Linked DNA regions of Gossypium hirsutum: region 2 is linked to region 1. Evidence: chromatin contacts called from public Hi-C data. All regions are on one chromosome and are shown on one strand. Each heading gives the region's core, a stretch centred on a gene start, on an enhancer-like site or on the middle of the called end of the contact. The rest is flanking DNA. Distances are from core to core; before and after follow the strand shown.

Region 1 (4,139 bases), core at 1,158-3,657:
TGGTCAAGGAAGGCCCCTACCATAGGAACAACTTGGGAGAAATAAGGGCCCCCAACACCAAGGAGCAAAGCAATTCTTTGTCTATTACAATTGTGATTGCAAGCTCCAAAGTCTTGCACAAATAGCACAATTCCATCCCAAGAATGTACCCCACCCACAATAATCCATTCCACATGATCCTTTTGGGGGTTTTATTTTAAGGCATTGGAAAAGAGAACTTCATATAATTCCATTGCAGCATGAAATGTGTTCTTTTTTCTTATCCACATTATGAGTGTTCTTTAAGTAAAGTTGAATCAAATTGCAGGAATTGAAGTGCTTAAATATATACAGGAGAGCTAATTCATACCTCAAACCCCCTATCTCATAAGTATATGATCGTTCATTCTTGGAAGATTTCAAGAACCAATCATGGCAGGCCCTTTAACTTGTCATAGGATTGTCCTTGTGAGCTTGCACTTTGAAATAAAGATGGTGTCTGTATAATTTAGGCTACATAACTTCAAGAGCTCCGAAGATTTTTGCTTCAACAGAGGATTGCAACCGCTCTGAATCACGAGAAGCAGCTTTGCTGCCAAACCGGCTTCTACAGCAACTGAGGAGCATTCCTCAGGGGCAAGTTTACATACGGACCACAGTATTGACAATGCATATTGAGTACAGCTTTCTGAAATTCTCATCAAGAGCCTCACCATATTCGGAATTGTGTTTCCACAATCCTTCAATGCTGCTTTGCCTTCTGGTAGTGATGATAACATGTCCAATATGAAAAGGGCTGATTCCAGGCAATCAGGTTCCAAAGCAGGTAACAATTCAACCAATTGAGAAACGGCGCCAATACTCACAATCAAACCCATGACTTGTTTATGTAAGCATATAGATCTGAGCAAGCTAAGACCAGGCATGATTCCATTCGTGTGCCTCTTATCCTTCACTAAGCGCATTAGACCAACCAATAGCCGATGGCTGGAGATGCTCTCAGCCCGAAATTCCTTCTCATCCATTAACTTCTCTATCAATCGCGTACAATTGATCTTTGTCTCCACTGACCCTTCATTCAGCATGTCTACCATCAACGAAATCTTTGTTGGCTGCATCAAATTGGTTTTGGACTCTGAATCAAGCTCCAAATTGACAAGAATGGCGATCGCCTCTGAACCAACAGCATGGGAAGTAAATGGACCTAACAAGGATGAAATTAGAGAAACTCCACCTTCATCGACCACTGTCTTCATTGCTGTTGCATGTGCAGCCACAACTTGCTTAAGCTCCTTCAAGGCTTGAATCCTGGCCTGACCTTTAGCCTTCTTCAAGGTCTGAAGAAGCTCACTTACCCTTCCTTGTACATCCTCGGATCTCTTCTTCATAAGCAAATATTTCTGCGAAAACCAAGTGTAAATCAAATGGTAAAGGGTTCTATTTGGGGTAACAGAATCATCCCAGAGTTCTTGCATTGTAGTGGGGCAAGTATAGTGCCCCAAATTGAACCATTTGAGAATGTTGGACCTCTCATATGTTTGGCCAGTGCAAAGAGTTACAGGGTCTTGCATTGGCTCAAGAGAGATGGGACAAATAAACACAGAAGGAATCTCAGGTAAATCAAGCTCTTCAATCATTTTCTTCAGATCCAATTTCTCACCAACGGCAGCACCAATGACTCCACCACCAACGCCACCCAAAACCCCATCTTTAACAGCAGTATCCAGATCCAGAACTTGCCCATCACCACTACCATCAAATGCAGCAACAACCACCCCATCCCTCTTTGAGGGTTGAAACATAGGCATCTTTGAAACCCGCCCTTCTTTTTCCAAAAAAAAAAAAGATAAAGCAACACAGATTCTCAAGGTACCAAAAAAGAAGGATTATCTTTAAAACCCCTCTACACTACCCACAACAAGCTCTAAATTCACTGCACTGACAAGCACCCTTCAACCCACATTATGAAAAAAGAATGGAACTTGTATATTTCCAATCAATTCCTCTCTCATTGACAAATCATAAAGCAAGAAAAATACCTTCTTTTTCTCTCTACAAACTCACACATCTATTTTGCTTTATCCTGATCTCTTTTTCTAGGGTCAAAAGTCCATCATAATAACAATAATATCAGTAATAAACACACAATAATCAAGCTCCCATCTTTCACTTCTTGTACAAGCTTCCCATCATCAAGCACCCCAAAACAGCAAAAATAAGTAGGCAAAGAAAAGAAAGATACTAGTAAAAGAAAGCAGTCAAAGATAAACAGTTAAAAGAGTAGTACAAAAGCTAATCAATTAGACCTTTTTCCTCTAAACCCAACCATTAATGGTACAGAAAAAATAGGGGGAAAAAACCCAAACAAGAAAAAAATGAAAACGTTACAAGAATTTAGTGAAGAGAATCAAGTTATTGTGAAAACAGGCCTTACCACAAAATGGAGAGAAAGAGAAGAACAGAGAAAAGCCATGTCCTGCAAAGGCTTCCCTACTGCTCTTCTTTTGGGGCAGTTGTTTGCTGGATAAAAATAAAATAATTTTAAAATTATTAAAAAAAACCTTCACGAAAAATAATAAAAATTAATTATTAATGAGATCATCTTAATATATAAATGCGTTGCTTTTTTTTTTCTTTGAACGAGGAAATGACATTTTTTTTCCCTAATATTTTACCAGAGTAAAAAAAAAAGAAGAAGAAGAAGAAGAAGGGAAAGTTGAAAATTACCAAGTTACCGGTAATTAAGCCACCCGATCCGCACACCACACGTGCAGTCATATCAATTCTTTGCCGTAATCTCCCCGCTATTACTTTTAATTTAACAGTGATGTTACTAAAAAGTTAGTTTTCATTAATAAATTGAACTAATGAATTTTGGTTTTGAAAAAATGGAATCAAGATTTTGATTTTGATTTTAATGTTTGTTGTTTTAGCTAAAAGGAATCTCTTTTAATCTTAAGAAACTTCATCCACATATGTTATGTGGACAAAATCTAATTTCAAAATTAATAATAATAATAATAATAATCATCTATTTTCAGTTCTTTAATGTCATTCTTATATTGTTTATAACTACTCATTTATAGAAATTTTATTGAAATACAATATATAAAATCTGTTGATATTTACACCTAAAAGAATTGTGAGGGCCACTGGGGAACTTCCCACCTCCCTATTTTTTTTTTAAAAAGAAAAATAATTTCATGTGTTTATTTATTTTAGGTAAAGTGCCAGCAAAGCATTTTGACCGTGACAGTTTTGCTTTGACTGCACGCCTGTGCTGCTCCACTTTTCCGGTCTTTGCGTTGACTGCCTTTGCCCCACTTCCAGATCTAACCAATCACCACCTGCCACGTAGATCATGAAAGCCCTGCCCTCCACACTCCCTCCTTTGTTTTCTGTAATCTTTATTAATAATGACTTGAAATTAGTATTTGTTTATTTTTCTGTGCCATGGTACAGTGAGTGTTCAGCACAATATCATAAGTATTTCACGCTCCCTCGTTTTTCCAGATTTTTTTTAAGAACATAATTTGATTTTCATATGCAAATATTAATAATTATTCACCAAATACAATATGGTCTATAATTAGGATTTGAAATTTGGGTGGTAAGGGCTAGCGGCTTCTCAAAAATATTATTTAATTAAATGAATATAATGGATTTAGGTTTGCATTAAAGTGTAATAAAATATTAAATATTTGAGTAGTTTGCAAACTCGATGGGTGAGGTTGGAATTAATTAGATTAATTGGCTATTAATTTTGGACAGCTTTTTTTTTGGATTTATATGTTTTTAAGTAATATATTAACCACAATTATTTATATAATAAAATTTAATTTACGAAATTTAAAACCTAATATTTTAAAATTTTTAATTCAATTTTATTTATATAATAATTTTTAAAAAGTAATCTAAAATTCAAATATCAGTATTTTTTTAAAAAAAAATTATCCTCGAATTCCAAGCTTCTTTATGCTAAAATAATTGAGTGGGGTGAGCTAAATTTGAGATTTATAAAAGAGGGAAGAAATCAAGAAAGTTTTTTAATATACCTAAAAACAGTAGGGAATCACATGAGCATATGCTCCCAGTATAGGGTGTCACGTGACCCACAAAAATGCACTTTTTTAAAGCAGTCAGCTGCTTTATGAATATAC
Region 2 (4,517 bases), core at 1,129-3,628, 510 kb before region 1:
AATTAGATTGATGGTTGAATTAGTCAAATAATTAGTTTAATCTATTCAATCAAATCATTTGATTCGTCTAATTTGATTAAATAAATTATTAAAAATTAAAAAAAATATTTAAAAAATTAAAAACCTGGTGCAATTCAAAAAACCTTGATACAAAGTTGTTTTCCATTGCTTTTGCAAAATCAAAAGTGTTTTTCCATAATAGAAGTAACAGAGAATATTTAACTTCTCAATAAAAAAAATATTGTCAAAAAAGTAACTTTCAATTCAAATGTAAAAGTTGATATTTAGGTAATTTAGTTTTTTTTTAAATTTTATTTTAAAGTGAAATTATTAAAATATCATTATTTATATTGATTATTTAAAAAGAAAATAATAATTAAATTAATTTATATTTTATGTATCTTTATATTAATTTAAATATTATTTATTGTTTAATTTATATTTTAAAAATATTTTATGTATCATTAATTTTACAACCAAATTATATTAATTACTTAAAAAATTATATTTCATTTGTTATTGATATAGATTTAGTTTCAAATATTTTATCTTTTAACTATAATTTTTTACAACTAAAAATGAAGCAATCAGAAGAAGTAAATAAGTAGGGTGCACCCAGTTGTATTTTGGATTTGTGGCAAACGCAATCAAGAATTGTGGATGAACACAGGAGGTGCAAGATCTTTTGTGGCTCAAGTGGGAAGATATTTATATTCTCTTCTTTTATTGAAGGAAGGATGATAAAGTGATTGGATTGGGGTTTAGTGGGAAGATCTCCGCGCTCATCATAAAACTAAACTTAATTAAAAATAGGTGATCTAAATTCTAGTGGTAGTCCATACATCCTTCATTTCTCTATCACATCTTCTTTACATTTTATTATAATCTAAATTTATTTCTGAAATATAGGTGAATTTTTTGGGGCCGCAGGGGGATTCATCATTAGCCGTTAAAACCTTTCCTTCACTGTTAATTTTAGCATATTCTATTTCACTTTATGCCAAAGGGAAGGACAACCTTACCCTTCAATAACTTTTTTTTGTTTTTGTTAGGAGCATAATCAAATTCAGCCGAGCCTAAATATTATTAAGTTCTAATTTGATTTGAAATTTAAAGTTTAATATTTAACTCGAATTTGATCGAAGATATATTTTTAAGTTTGAGATCGATTAAATTTATTTATTAATTTTTGTATTTAAACTTGAACTCAACTCAATAATTACATAATTTAACAAAAATAAAAAAATGAAAAGCTCAATATAACTTGTGAACTGTTCAAATAAAGTATTATTAAATTCGAATTTAATTTGATAATTATCGAATCGAATTTGAATAGTTTACCAACACCAATATATTTTATCATATATAATATTAGAGCAAGAGTATCTTAGAAGCCCAATGGAGTGATGAAATGAAACCCAAAATTAAATGATAACTTTGAGACACTGGGATGAGATATACAAAATAATAAAAAAGTAAGTTTCAATGATTTGCTATATTGCATAGTGGGAGGGATTTTTCAAAGCTAACAATAAAAAAGAAGAAAACAAAAATAACGTTGACAAAAACCAAACACTGACTCAACTTATTTCTACACTATAATACTCTGTGGTTTCGTATCTCTTTAGCAAAAAAGGAAGACAGAAAAAAAACCCATCCATTTTCTTTCTCTAACACCATTTTAATTTACAGAAAGAGATAGCTAGTTTCTCGCTTTTGGAGAGAAATTTAATGTAGTTTTATTGTGAAGTTTAATATATGTATGCGTTTAGATGATTAATGGTGGTGGAATTTTTTCGGACATGACAGTCACATTATTGCATGGCCATGCAGATGAAAACTGCTGCAGCTGCTTGAATAGCAAATTTTGATGCATGTCCGACAATTTTTGTCGGAGCAGAGTGGACTCGGATCGGAGGCGGTCGTTGTCAGTCCTTACACGATGACAGTGGTACAAAAGGAACCTCAAACGGTAAGTCAGTTGTCGGTTCTCGATTCTAAGCCGGTTCGCCTGGTTCCTTAGGTTTTCTAAATGCTTCTGTTTACGCATCCGTGACCTCCTGGCCGATTCCCGGTTCGATATCATGCGTCTTCTCTTTCTTTCATCGATGATGAAAAGCGTTTGGTTTGATTCGTCCAAACCGGAATTGGAGTGAGTTTGGGTTTGGGTTTGGTTCAGTTCAGTCGAAGCGGAACCGGACCGAGCGGGTCCTACTGATTGGGTAGTGGAAAAAAGTTGGGAGCAATCCCAAGCGCTTTGGAGAGAGGGAAATGGATCACTTTCCATCATGGGATTGGAGGAAATAATGGCCGGAACAGTGGACAACATGGCTTCCTTTAAGAATAACAAACATACATGGGGAAAGAAAAGGAGGAGAAAAGGGAAGAAATGCAGCGTAGGAGGCCTGTATTTATGGGCAGCTTAAGGGTAGTTTGGTAATATTATCAATAAAGTAGAGTTAATTAAAAAGCCATTTATTTAGGTGATGGGTGGGAGTAGATAGATGGTTCAAGTCTCCATCAGATCAAAAGCATTCGATCATGTCCATCTATGAGGCCTACTTTTAAATTTTTATTATAATTTAATCAAACTTTTCTGGGGCGGCATCATTACCCCATAATTAATTTAATTCAACTAATGAACAGGAATGTGAAAGAAATTTAAGTTCCTGCTTCTTAGGAAGTTCCTGAATGTAAGGAACATCACATAAATTCCTACTTCCTCATAGTCATGGATCATTTTCCAAAATTTTCAACAAAGTTTAGTACAATGTTATGCCATAAGGTGTGTGTTTCAACCAAGGATTTAGAGTGTTGTTTCGGTAAAAATAATATAGTAATTAATTTTTTTTTTGAGGAATTTGATATCCGATTTATTTTACATAATTTTAGTTTTTTTAAAAAAATTATTTTGTTAAAAATATTTATAATTTTTACAAATCTAATGATATTCCTATTGAATATTTTCTATATTATTAATTTTCTTTTATAATTATATTTTTAGTTTGTAAAATTTCATTATTTCAAGTTTTCATGGAAGAACTATTTATCCAAACTAATCAATTACAATTATTACCATTTTGAATTTATGAATTCTAAAATACTAACATTTTAAAAATCTCTAAAAATTTAAAATTCTTCGCCCAACCTCACTCTTAAAAGTTTAAACATAAACATATGTATTTAGTATATAAATCAGATTATATACAACAATTAAGGGTAAATTATAAAAATAGTCACCTAACTATGTCTTTAGTTCTATTTTAGTCACCTAGCTATTGTTTTTTTATTTAATCACTAAACTTTTAGAAATTAAATAATTTAATCATTCCCCCATTAGTTGCCGTTAGATGAGTGACGGAAAGCCCTTTTTTTATTAGTCTAATAACAAATTCAACCCCCTAATGTTTAGGCATTCTATTAATTTGATCTTAAATATTAAAAAAATTCAAAAAATTTAACCCTTAATGTTTACAAAATTATGTTCAAATTCTAAAAAATCCAATAACTTTAACCTTCAATGTAACGCCTCAAAATTTTAAATTTTTGTTTGTTAAATTTAGTCATAAGATATGTATTTACTTCAGTGGTTTGGAGCATTGGTTGTGTGTTTGAGATTAGGGATTTAAGTCCCACTATTGGAAATTTTTGTTATCTTTTTTACTCAACCTTTGTCTTTGAACTCTCAACTTAAGTTTAATTCTGTGTAAATTTATATTAACAATGGGCTTACTGGTTCAGTGGTAAAGCTTTAACTAATTCTTTAGTTTTGCGTTCAAGTCTCTATGGAACCAATAAGGAAATGTTTGGCATGTTTTTTTAAAATAAATAAGTTTTGTTTTTTAAATCACTTAATCAATTTATTTTTTCTCCACTTTTTTATTTTTATTTTTCCCAAAATTTGTCGATTTTTTGTTCCCTTTTGTTTTCCTTGTGTTTTCTTTTCAGTTTCTTTTCTTTTACTTTTGCTTCAATTCTTGACATTAGTGTGGGAATTCTTCGCTCGATATACTGTTAGGTGTTCTAATTCATTCGGGTAAGTGTGTAATTCTATTTATAGATTATTAGTTTAGTGAATTTTTCAGTTTGTTTCTTGAGATCTTTGTAAAGATTGATTCTTCGTTGGTTGTTGGTTTAATTGGTTTGTTCGAATCAGGAGAGGAGTGAGCGACGTCTAATGTTTCTCCAACAAATTAAGCTTTGTGTAATTGCTGCTTGTTTATCGGTAAACGTTAGTTTTCATTTTGGGGATTTTTTGTCGAAGTTCTTAAATGTAACTACGGTTTTAGATGTTAATTCTAGCGATTTGATTGTGAATAAATGGTCTGATTGGTCACTTGAATGTCGTTTTTAGGTTCTAGAATCAGCATTTTTGCTTCTACATCGAATTCGTATCAAGTGTTTAATGAAAACCCAAGAAATCAGCGAACAGAGAAAGCCATAATTGGGATTGCAGACTCCACACGGCTGTGTGCCAAGTCATGTATCAGAGCATGCAACTTTCTGACTTGAGTCAC

Evidence for each region. Hi-C and Micro-C count contacts between places; a contact is called where the count stands out from the background.
Region 2: a Hi-C map of leaf shows a contact between it and region 1, with 2.0 times the contacts expected there. The contact joins the promoter of LOC107938881 here to the promoter of LOC107933518 in region 1. A contact is called at or near these places in 2 of 34 Hi-C or Micro-C datasets (both in leaf).

Annotation. Positions count from the first base shown.
Region 1 is chrA12:43,750,416-43,754,554 of Gossypium_hirsutum_v2.1, reverse strand. LOC107933518 (U-box domain-containing protein 30) reads right to left here and starts at 2,407. Exons shown (of 1, transcript XM_016865754.2): 1 at 1-2,407. The coding sequence starts at 1,787. The coding sequence ends at 432.
Region 2 is chrA12:44,259,868-44,264,384 of Gossypium_hirsutum_v2.1, reverse strand. LOC107938881 (basic leucine zipper 4) reads right to left here and starts at 2,378. Exons shown (of 1, transcript XM_016872132.2): 1 at 1,477-2,378. The coding sequence starts at 2,329. The coding sequence ends at 1,769.